2 separate regions of the Sus scrofa genome follow, and region 2 is linked to region 1. A link is a contact called in public HiChIP or PLAC-seq data. All regions are on one chromosome and are shown on one strand. The core of a region is the stretch at or near the end of the contact, and the rest is flanking DNA. Distances in the headings are between cores, read along the strand shown.

What was found. HiChIP or PLAC-seq counts read pairs in DNA pulled down with a chosen protein or histone mark.
Region 2: a contact with region 1 is called in an H3K27ac HiChIP or PLAC-seq map of alveolar macrophages. The contact joins the promoter of CHAF1B here to the enhancer-like site in region 1. A contact is called at or near these places in 1 of 5 promoter capture datasets (liver), 5 of 47 Hi-C or Micro-C datasets (blood, embryonic fibroblasts, liver and 2 more) and 1 of 2 datasets of contacts at active chromatin or transcription factors (alveolar macrophages).

The regions. Positions count from the first base shown.
Region 1 is chr13:199,950,951-199,956,072 of Sscrofa11.1, reverse strand. It overlaps DOPEY2 (protein dopey-2), which reads right to left. Exons shown (of 39, transcript XM_003132763.4): 26 at 2,031-2,086; 27 at 1-66. Among named protein-coding and RNA genes, the nearest start is that of MORC3, 43 kb to the left of the region's middle. Within about 2 kb of position 2,527, at least 4 of the 83 cell types and tissues checked have an H3K27ac peak or open chromatin away from gene starts, as enhancers often do. A contact at or near this core is called in alveolar macrophages and liver, where this site is marked.
Region 2 is chr13:200,044,486-200,049,613 of Sscrofa11.1, reverse strand. It overlaps CHAF1B (chromatin assembly factor 1 subunit B), which reads right to left and starts at 1,518. Exons shown (of 15, transcript XM_013982578.2): 1 at 1,414-1,518; 2 at 544-738. The coding sequence starts at 669.

The sequences.
Region 1 (5,122 bases), core at 1,278-3,777:
TGCACAGACTCCTTCAACACGCCCAGTAGCGAAGGGAAGTTCTCTTGCAAGGCTGTCACTGGGAGCCTTTAAAAAAAAAAAAAAAAAAAAAAAAAAAAGGAAAGAAAAAATATCCAACCATGAACAGGTCAAAACAAGATGTTTAATTATAAGCACATTTTGGATCCAGGCAGTTGGAAAGCACAGGGAAAAAGGCCTGTCTGCCTGACTTGTTTGTTCCTTTTCAAATTATAGTACAGGAGTTCTGGCTATGGCTCAACGGGATGGGCAGCATCTCTGGAGCGCTAGGATGCAGGTTCAATTCCCGGCCCACCACAGTGGGTTAAGGATCCGGTGCCACCTGACCTGCGGCATATTTTGCAGCTGCGGCTCAGATCTGTTTTCTGGCTCAGGAACTCTCTATGCCGTGGGCTAAATAAACTAAAATAAAATTACAATACACACAAGCTAAATGTTGGTATTCTGGCAAGAACATGGAGTCTGGTGACCTGAAACCCTGCTGCTGACAGGCCAGCGGCTCCTGATTTCCTTGTCTATAAAGTAAAAGCCATGTACTAGAGGGCTGACCTCCCTGATTCTAACATTCGGCCTCCCTAAGGTCGTTGGTCACAAAGAGTCAGCCATCAGAAGGTCAAGGAGAATGACATCAGGGGTCACCTAGCAGGGGGCTGATCTTTAGAGGCGCTCAGGTCAGGCCTCATGGGCAACAATGGGAGACTGCTGCAGCCCCAGGGTTCCAGGTTCAAGTCCTGGTGACTGACTGACTGCCTCCTGAGTGACCTGGACTGAGTGACCTGGGCAGGGCCTCCTCCGTAAAAGAAGGACGCAGCTCCCGAGGGGGCTGGGAAAGACCAGGTGTGGCTCAGACCACTGTAGCAGGTGCTCGCTGTTTAACACAGACTAGTTACCAGAAGGGATGTGACTAGCTCATCTCTAACTCCTGGAGGAAAGAAGTACAATGATGCTGGAGGGGCGGGGAGAGGTAAACAGCTCTTCTGAACTCAATCCCACGCCCAGTGGCTTCCGGGACTATGACCCTCAATCTACCTTCCTGCAAGCTCGGGAGCTGGAATAACCACAGAAGGTGAACTTGTTCACCAGGAAGCCTGAAATTGGTTGTCACATTTTCATACAGTGAAACTCCTGAGATATGTGAGGCTGTGAGGCTTCCTTGAGGCGGGGTTCAAACTCCCTCCACCCTCATCACTGCAGCGGAGAAGGCCTCCACAGTGAAGGGTCTGGAAGCTGCACCTGGGATGTGTCATCAGCGCTGCCCCAGGCCCAGCAAAGCTTCCTTTCTGCCAGGGAGAAATGCCTGGGGCACCCACTTCAACGTGGCCTGTAGCTGAGACCACTGCATGCGGCTGGATATTCAGCTCAGTAAACCTGAGCAGAAGCCACTGAGCAAAGAGCATGGTAAAGCACTGAGAACAGTGCCAAAAATAAAAGAGGTCTTTAAAACCCACCCCCGACTTTTTTTGTTTGTTTGTTTTTTTGGTATGAGTTTAATGCAAACTGTTTCTTCTAAAGTTTACCAGGCGTCCCATAAAGCTAGTGTTTGACCTACAGCACGCAGACCTTAAAATGTCAGATTTGATCGCTGCAAGAAGAAAAGTAAGATTAGTATTATTGCCATGCCTGGAGAGGAAATGGGGGCACCATTAAGATACTTTCTGAACTATGGCTCTCCAGAAATCAAGAAATAGAGTTGGGGAGGAGGCTAAATTAAGAATTTGGGATTAACGCATACACACTACTATCTATAAAACAGATAAAAAACAAGGACCTACTGTATCACACAGGTAAGTATATTCAATATCTTGTAATTGCCTATAACAGAAAAGAATCTGAAAAATTACATAGATGTATTTATATCACTTTGCTACAACCTGGAAACTAACACAACATTGTAAATCCACTATACTTCAATTTAACAAAAAAGAAAAAGCAGAAATCCAATCAGAGCAATTATTTATAATCAACGCAACAGCACCTATTAACTGAGAAATGCCTTTGAGGGGCTGCCTCACCTTTGGATGAAAGCATAGCAAAACTGCAACACAGGGACATCCACGAGGGGCGATTTCTGAAAATTAAAGCAAAACCAATCACTCCAAGTTGGTTGGAAATGAGGCCAAAAAAGAATTCAAATGCAGAAAGGAAATCAGATTCCATATTTTAATACAGCAAGTTTTCAGCCAAAGAGCGTTTCAAATACAATAACCGACGTGAAACACCTCCCAAGTGGAACAAATGTATGCATGAGGTCCCAAACCTCTGGTGGCCTCTCCTCAGACGCCCAGGACATGCCCTTTATGTTTACCTACTTCCCATTCCAGGCTTTCAACACGCATTTAGGGCGAATTTGGCATCATACCTGAACCTCCCCAAACACAAAGTTGGCGGTCAAAGGTCAAAGTTGACCCTCAGGGGTGCATGTGACGAGCTACAGACAAGAGGCCACGTCCTAATCCTTAACTCCAGGATTCCCTCCAACTCAGCCCCGACAACTTCTCTAAACCTCAAATGGCCTCAGTGACTCAGAAGCAGGTTTCCGAAACATATTTTTTCCCCCTCCTTACTTTAAGAGGCTCTTCATAGAAGTTACAGAAGTTGAGCCAATCAACCAAATTAACCACAAAGTGTCACTGTGTTAGGTGAAAAGCCAAAATCCAGTCAGCCAGACGACTCTAGGGTTTGTCTGGGTTTTTAGTCCAGGAGTTTTGGATATTTGTAGAAATTCAAGTGGCATGAAGGAACAAACCCTAACAGTGCCTGATCTGTGTACAAAGCTGTCAGCAGGGCCAGCTCCGCTGTGGCTGCAGCCAGAACCAGCAGTGTGGAAGGTCAATTTCCTGTCACCTAGACCTGCTTAGACTTGTAAATGCAAACCCACCCAGGACTGATGGCCCCTCCACCTGGTTCCCCTCTGCAGAGTTCATTGCTTTAACATTTGCATTAGAGTCAAAGGCAACAAGACTCCCAGGCATCTGGGGGGAGGGGGTGGGGGGGGACCAGACATCCAACAGATGTCCTGAAGTTACCTAGGTCCATTTTACATCTCGTTTTTTTTTTTAAACTTCTTAGGGCCACACCCGTGGCATATGGAGGTTCCCAGGCTAGGGGTCGAATAGGAACTGCAGCTGCTGGCCTATGCCACAGCAACGCCAGATCCGAGCCGTGTCTGTGACCTACAACACGGGTCATGGCAACTCCACAGATCCTTAACCCACTTAGCGAGGCCAGCGATCGAACCTGAAACCTCATGGTTCCTAGTCGGATTTGTTTCCGCTGTGCCACAACGGGAACTCCGAGAATTTCATTGCTTTTTAAGGCCAGATAATATTCCACTGCATGTATATACCTCGTTTTGCTTATCCATTCATTTGCTAATGGATACTTGTTTCTATCTTTTGGCTACTGTGATTAATGCTGTAATGAACTCTGGTGTACAATACCTGTTTGAGCAAAACTAGTTCTTTTTGAAATAATCACTCTGTCCGCTACACCATTAATTTTCATTTAGGGAATTATTTTGATATTTCCCCTAATTGTTTAATTTTAAATTACCTTCGAGAAGGCAATTATTTCAAGGTCCTAACAAATCCCTGGTTTCTATCAAGTTAATTAAGAACACGATAGCTCCCACACTTTCAATGAAGAGATCTGCTTTGGTAAAAACAAAAATCTCTCAGGCACAAAACGATAAACTGAGGCATTCCCATCATGGCGCGGCAGAAACGAATCCGCCTAGGAACCACCAGGTTTCGGGTTTGATCCCTGGCCTCACTCTGGGGGTTAAAGATCCAGCATTGCCTTGAGCTGTAGTGTAAGTCACAGACACGGCTCAGATCCCGCATTGCTGTGGCTCTGGTGTAGGTCGGCGGCTACAGCTCCAATTCGACCCCCAGCCTGGGAACATCCACATGCCACGGTCGCAACCCTAATAAGCAAACAAAACAAAACAAAACAAAAACAAACAAAAAAAACCTATAAACTGAGGCAGGAGACAGATGGGCTGCAGGACAGATGTTTACAACTAGCCGCCGGTTTATACTTCAAGATAGCAGGAACAACAGGAGCAAGGCAAACAACTAGAGTTTGTCTTCTGTGGACACTTTAACCCATGGTAATGGCAGGAGCAGAGCGAGGCTAAGCCCTGATTGGGCCAAAGATCAAGAGGTCACATACTTCCTATCCTTGGGGTCAGGGAGACCCTAACTCCACATGCACAGAAAGACCTCTCTGGGTCAGAAAGGGAGGGGCTGCCAGGCCATAATAAGTCCAGCTAAGCTTCCCACAAGGCCCAGCTTTGGAATCCATCTATGCCAAAAGATGCACACGCCTATCAGGGAGGGCCCTGGGTCCAGTCAGGTGTGAGAAATTAAACAAGATAATTGACCAAAGGAAAACAAAGGCCCAGAAGAACAGCCCCATGTAAGTGGTTCAAATCACCTCTGTGGTGCCCTCCTCTTTCAGGAGGGCTTCCACACCCACACTCCTCTTTTGGGTGTGCATGAGGGCTTTGCTTCCGCCCTAGATAAACAAACCACTTCAGCTGTGCTCTCCCACATGTGTTACTGTGTTTCTAATACGAAACTCTGTATCTGTTTTTACAACTGGCGCCTTCTTGAACATCCTTGCTTTCAGCTGGGCGAGAACCAGGCCAATTCTGCTTTTAGCTTCTGGCTAGTCTAGGGGCTAGGATTCTTATTCCTGAGTAGAAAATTAAAATCTCGCTTCAAGCCATCACTCACGGCTGTCTCTCCGAAATCAAAACCACACAGCTTGTTCTATTTTAAAACCATCGTGCATGAATGAAAACGTGTCTGTGCAACACAGCCCGCCGACTGCTGCACAGAAACTGAACAGAAAAACTACAAGAGTGAGTGAGAGTTCCTGTTGTGGCTCAGCAGTAAGGAACCTGACTGGTACCCATGAGGATTTCGGTTCGATCCCTGGCCTCACTCAGTGGGTTAAGGATCTGGCATTGCCATGAGCTGCGGTGTAGGCTGGCAGCTGCAGCTCCAATTCGATCCCTAGCCTGAGAATTTCCATATGCTAAGGGTGGGGCCCCCCCGGGTGGGGCCCCCCCAAAGACAGGAAAAAAAAGCCCTACAGG
Region 2 (5,128 bases), core at 269-2,768, 95 kb before region 1:
CTGTGGCGTAGGCTGGCAGCTGCAGCTCTGTTTCGATCCTTAGCCTGGGAACCTCCATATGCTGCAGATGTGGCCCTAAAAAGAATGAAAAAAAAAAAAAAAAAAAAAAAAAAAAACCTGTTCAGAGAAACACAGCGAGCACTCACTATACTGTGTCTACTAGACCAACACTATATTTACACTCAGAACGAAAACTGAATGTTTCTTTTGAAATGTAAAATGAAGTAGCTGCTCTCTGAAACACAACCCTGCAGTCCCACTGCCAGCCGTCCTCCCTCCCACCTCTTTCTAGGGCAAGCTGTTCCCCAAGAGGAACCTGGCTCGGGATTCTAAAATAAAGGGCATCCAGTGACATCAATCTAGGAAACGGGACCCCAGGAAGAAAGCTGCTCTTTTGCTCTCATGGTTGACTCCAGGCCCTGAGAATTTATCCCTCGCGACTAAATGATGTCTCTGTGTTTGTTGATATTAGTTATAAATAAAAGAGTGGAGAAGGCGGCCTCAGGGGTGCTTCCCCGCCCTTTCTAGCTCCGCCCCATTTACCCTGACAGTGGTGTCCACGCCCGCGGACGCCAGTCTGTGGATCCTCCCCGCGGTTCCATGCTGAAAGTCCAGGCTGTACACCGGCTCCTTGTTGTGCCAGGCGATTTCGCAAGTGATGACTTTCATCCTCCTGAGTCTTGCAGGGGCAAAATAAAATTCCTCGGGAACCGTTCTTTCTCCAAAGACGGAGGAAAGCTGAAAATCGTTGGTACAAGTTGAATATTAAAGCAGGAATGATGTACTGAAGGCTTATTATGAGCCAGGCACCCTGCCAACCATTTAAAATGCACGCTGTATTGGGAGAGGATGTTAATGTTAGCTCGCAAGTTCCACCTAAAATGGTTCGCCGAGTCTTGGCTGTTCTGCTTCTCCTCCTGCTACGGCCAGGAAAACAAAATGGAACACCCAGGCAGAGGAAATCAAGGGACCGGGCTGGCCAGGCTGCACGCCCGCCGCTGCTTAGCGTAGACTGGGGTTGGGGGGGTGGGGTGAGCAGCCCAGAGCGCCGGGGCCGGGCCGCCAGCAGGAGAGCCGGCGGCCGGGCCATCCCCGGGCAGGAGGCTGCCTAGGGTAGGGGTTGCCCAGGGGAGAGGGCCGCTCCGGGGAGGGGCTGTACAAGGAGCGGACTGAGGCCCTGGGCGAGAGGGCAGCCCCCTTCCTGCCGCTCCGGACCCGGCTCTGGGCCCGGGAAACCGAGACCTGACGTAGGCAGGGAGGAGGCCGCACCGCGCCAGGGACGCTCGCACGAACCCGGGCTTCTTGGGAGCTATCCCCGGTCCTCGCGGCGGGCCCTCGGTAAGAGCTTCTCGCCCCGCCCGGCCAGGCCCGGGAACCGCGGGGACGCGGGAGCCAGCCACGGGGACGACTTACCTGCACGGACCGAGTGAGGACCCGGCGCCGCCAGCTCCCGCCGCCTCGCGCGCCGCTTTTCGCGCGCTGCAGGCCCCGCCTCCTCGTGGGCGGGATCTCAGAGGCGCTCCGCCTCTGCGTGGGCGGTACTCCTAGAGGCCCCGCCCCCTACGCGAAGGCTGGTCAGGCGCCTCAAAGTCTACCGAATCTGTGCCGGCTCCCACCGGTTTTTTAATTCCCTGCGGACGGACGCACATTGGAGGATGGGGAGCGGTCATCGATCGATTCATTGGTGCAGTCACTTCTTCCCTTGTTAATTTATTCTTTTAGCAAACATTTACTGAGCATCTGCTGGGCCCTATACCCAGCCTCGGTACACAGTGGAGAGCGAAGCGGACTCAAAACTTAAAACTCAGAATTTACAGACGGGTAAAAGGAAACAAAGAGCCGTCCTATAGGACGGGTGAGGAGGCTGTAACCCTGAGACCCGCCCAAGACTACTAAATCCTTCCCTGGTGCAGCGAATATTTGGCAGCTGTGACCTGTCTTGGTCACTGGTGTTTCAAACATAACCACAGCAGAGACGGTCTTTGGAGCATCTGTAGCCATGTATACAAATAATAATAATTTAAAAATAAAGTGAAAAGAAGCGTGAAAGGAACAAGGTGCTCTTACAGTTCTGAAGACGAAGCTATTTTGGATTTGAGGGCTCAAAGAAAGTTTGAAGAGAAGGTGGCATTTGAAGTGGGCTCAGGTGATAGAGAGTTTTGGATGAGCTGCTCTGGCAAATGTAGATTCAAACTAAAGAAATTCACGTGTGCAATAGAAGCACAAAAGGAGGGGCACTGGGACCCCGCAAAGGGAAAGAATGGACGGGCCAATGATATGGAAGCCTTTGGACATGAATGAGCAGGTCCTATGGACATGGGAGTTTCAAAGGCAGTTTTAATTCTCATTCTAAATGATTTAGAATCGTGGTTGGCTGAGCCGAGATGTGCTCTGACAAACGGGCAGCCACCTTGTGCTGGCCAGCAGCAGGTTTCTGGGCCTTCAAGGTAGGAGGAACTTTGTGAAGGGAGTGCTACCGAGTGCAACCTTGCAAAAGACTGCCTGCCAGCCTCTCCTGCCTCATTCTCCCTCTCCCCACCTTCCCCTCTTCTCTCCCTCCAGATATATGGCCCTGAATTCAACCAGGTCTCTTCCTCCTTTTGCAAACGAAAATTAAGATTTCTGTTTTTTATGTATTGGCTCCAGATCGTTTTGGAGAATTCAAAGCTATGGGATTGTTTGGTACCTGGATTGCTTACAGTATATATAACTCAATTAGTAGATGTCGTTATAAACACTTTTCAAAAACAGAATTTAATGTTCTATTTTTTTTGGCTGCACCCTTGGCATGTGGAAGTTCCTGGGCTAGGGATGGAACCCACACAACAGCAGTGACCCATGCTGCTGCAGTTACAACACCGGATCCTTAACCTGCATCACCAGAGGAGAACTCCTAAATTTAACATTTTAAAGTGAGGTTGTAGGAGTTCCCGTCATGGCTCAGCAGAAATGAATCTGACTAGTATCCCATGAGGACGCAGGTTCAATCCCTGGCCTTGCTCAGTGGGTTAAAGATCCAGTATTGCTGTGAGCTTTGGTGTAGGTCGCAGACTCAGCTCGGATCTGACGTTGCTGTAGCTGTGGTATAGGCCGGTGGCTACAGCTCCAATTTGACCCCTAGCCTGGGAATTTCATATGCCACAGGTGAGTCCCTAAAAGAACAAAATTTTTTTAATTAAAAAAAAATAAAAAACATAAAGTGAGGTTGTAAATCAGAAGGCAGTAGATGCAGCAGGCCTTTTGAAATGGAATATTTTATCTGTGAGTTTCCTAGAAGATCAGGAAACAAATACCTTGCGATGCACAGCTTTAATTGATAAAAAAAGAACATCCAAGTTCATCTGAGGAGCCAACTCTTCCTGGCATTTTTAGGGAAGAGAATTGACATGAATTCTTTGGTTTTTTTTTTTTTTTTTTTGGCTTTTTGGCTTTTTGCCTTTTCTAGGGCTGCTCCCACGGCATATGGAGGTTCCCAGGCTAGGGGTCTAATCAGAGCTGTAGCCACTGGCCTATGCCAGAGCCACAGCAATGAGGGATCCAAGTCACATCTGCAACCTACACCACAGCTCACGGCAACGCCGGATCCTTAACCCACTGAGCGAGGCCAGGGATTGAACCCGCAACCTCTTGGTTCCTAGTCAGATTCTTTAACCATTGCACCACAACAGGAACTCCCCAACATGAAGTCATATAAATGCTGGTCAATGCTTTTAGACAGTTTTATGAAAGGTATAAGATCCATATGGCAGCGGCTCAGGTCACCTCGGAGATGGGTTCCATCCTTGGCCTGGGGCAGTGGGTTAAACGATCAGATCACAGATCACAGCTGGAGCTCGGATGCAATCCCTGGCCTGGGAACTTCCGTATGCTGCAGGTGCAGCGATAAAGAAGAAAGAAAGAGAGAGAGAAAGAAAAGGAAGGAAGGAAAGGAAGGAAGGAAGAAAGAGGGAGGGAAGAAGGAAGGAAGAAAAACACAGATTACTGGCCCAACCAAGGCCCACTGATTCAAGGTATCCAGCAGGAGGGCTGAGGGGCCTGCATTTTCAAAGGATTCCTTCCAGGTGAGTCTGATAATCAATATGGTTTAGAAAACCCAGAGTTCCATGTCTCTTGTAACAGTCAGGTTCCTTCAAAATTCTGACACATGCTATCAATTCACAAATGAATCCTTCAACCATCTCCTGAAGTGGCAGAATATCTAGACTGTGGATTAAAAAGATAGGTACTAAAATAGATGTGGAGTTGGCTTTCTTGGTGAAAATGTTGGGGACTTGATGTTGATGTGTGCATGGAAAAAATAGGAAAAAAGTACAATTACAAACCAGCACAGAGGTCATAGGTCCTATAGCACATTGCTGGTAAACGTGTAAAATGATAGAAATTGCTATAAATGGAGTGTTTGTGTCCCCCAAATTCATATGTTGAAGCCTTACCCCCCAGCGTAATGCTATGTAGAGGTGGGGGTTAGGGAGGTAGTTAAGTTTGGATGAGATTACCAGGGTGGATCCCCCATCACAGGATTGCTACCCCTATAAAGGGATGAAGTTTCTCCCTCTTTCTCTCTCCCTCCCTCCCCGAGTGAAGACACGGTGAGAAGACAGCCATGTGCAAACTAGGAAGAGTGCTCTCACCAAACACTGGATCTGCTGGCACATTAACCATGGACTTCCTAGCCACCACAACAATGAGAAATAAGTGTATTTAAGCCACCCAATCTATGGTACCTTTGTTGTTGTCATTTAGTTTTTTTAGGGCTGCACCTGCAGCATATAGAGGTTTCCAGGCTAGGGGTCAAATCGGAGATACAGCTGCCAGTCTACACCACAGCTACAGCAACGCTGAATCCAAGCTGCGGCTGTGACCTACACCACAGCTCATGGCAATCCTGGATCCTTAACCCACTGATCCAGGCCAGAGGTCGAACCCACATCCTCATGGATACTAGTCAGGTTTGTTAACCACTGAGCCACGATGGGATCTCTTTTTTTAATGGCTGCACCCTCGGCATATGTCAGTTTCTGGGCCAGGGATTGAATCCGAGCCACACCTGAGACCTGCGCCACAGCTGTGGCAACGCCAGATCTTTTAACCCACTTCACCAGGCCAGGGATCAAACTTGTGCCTCCAC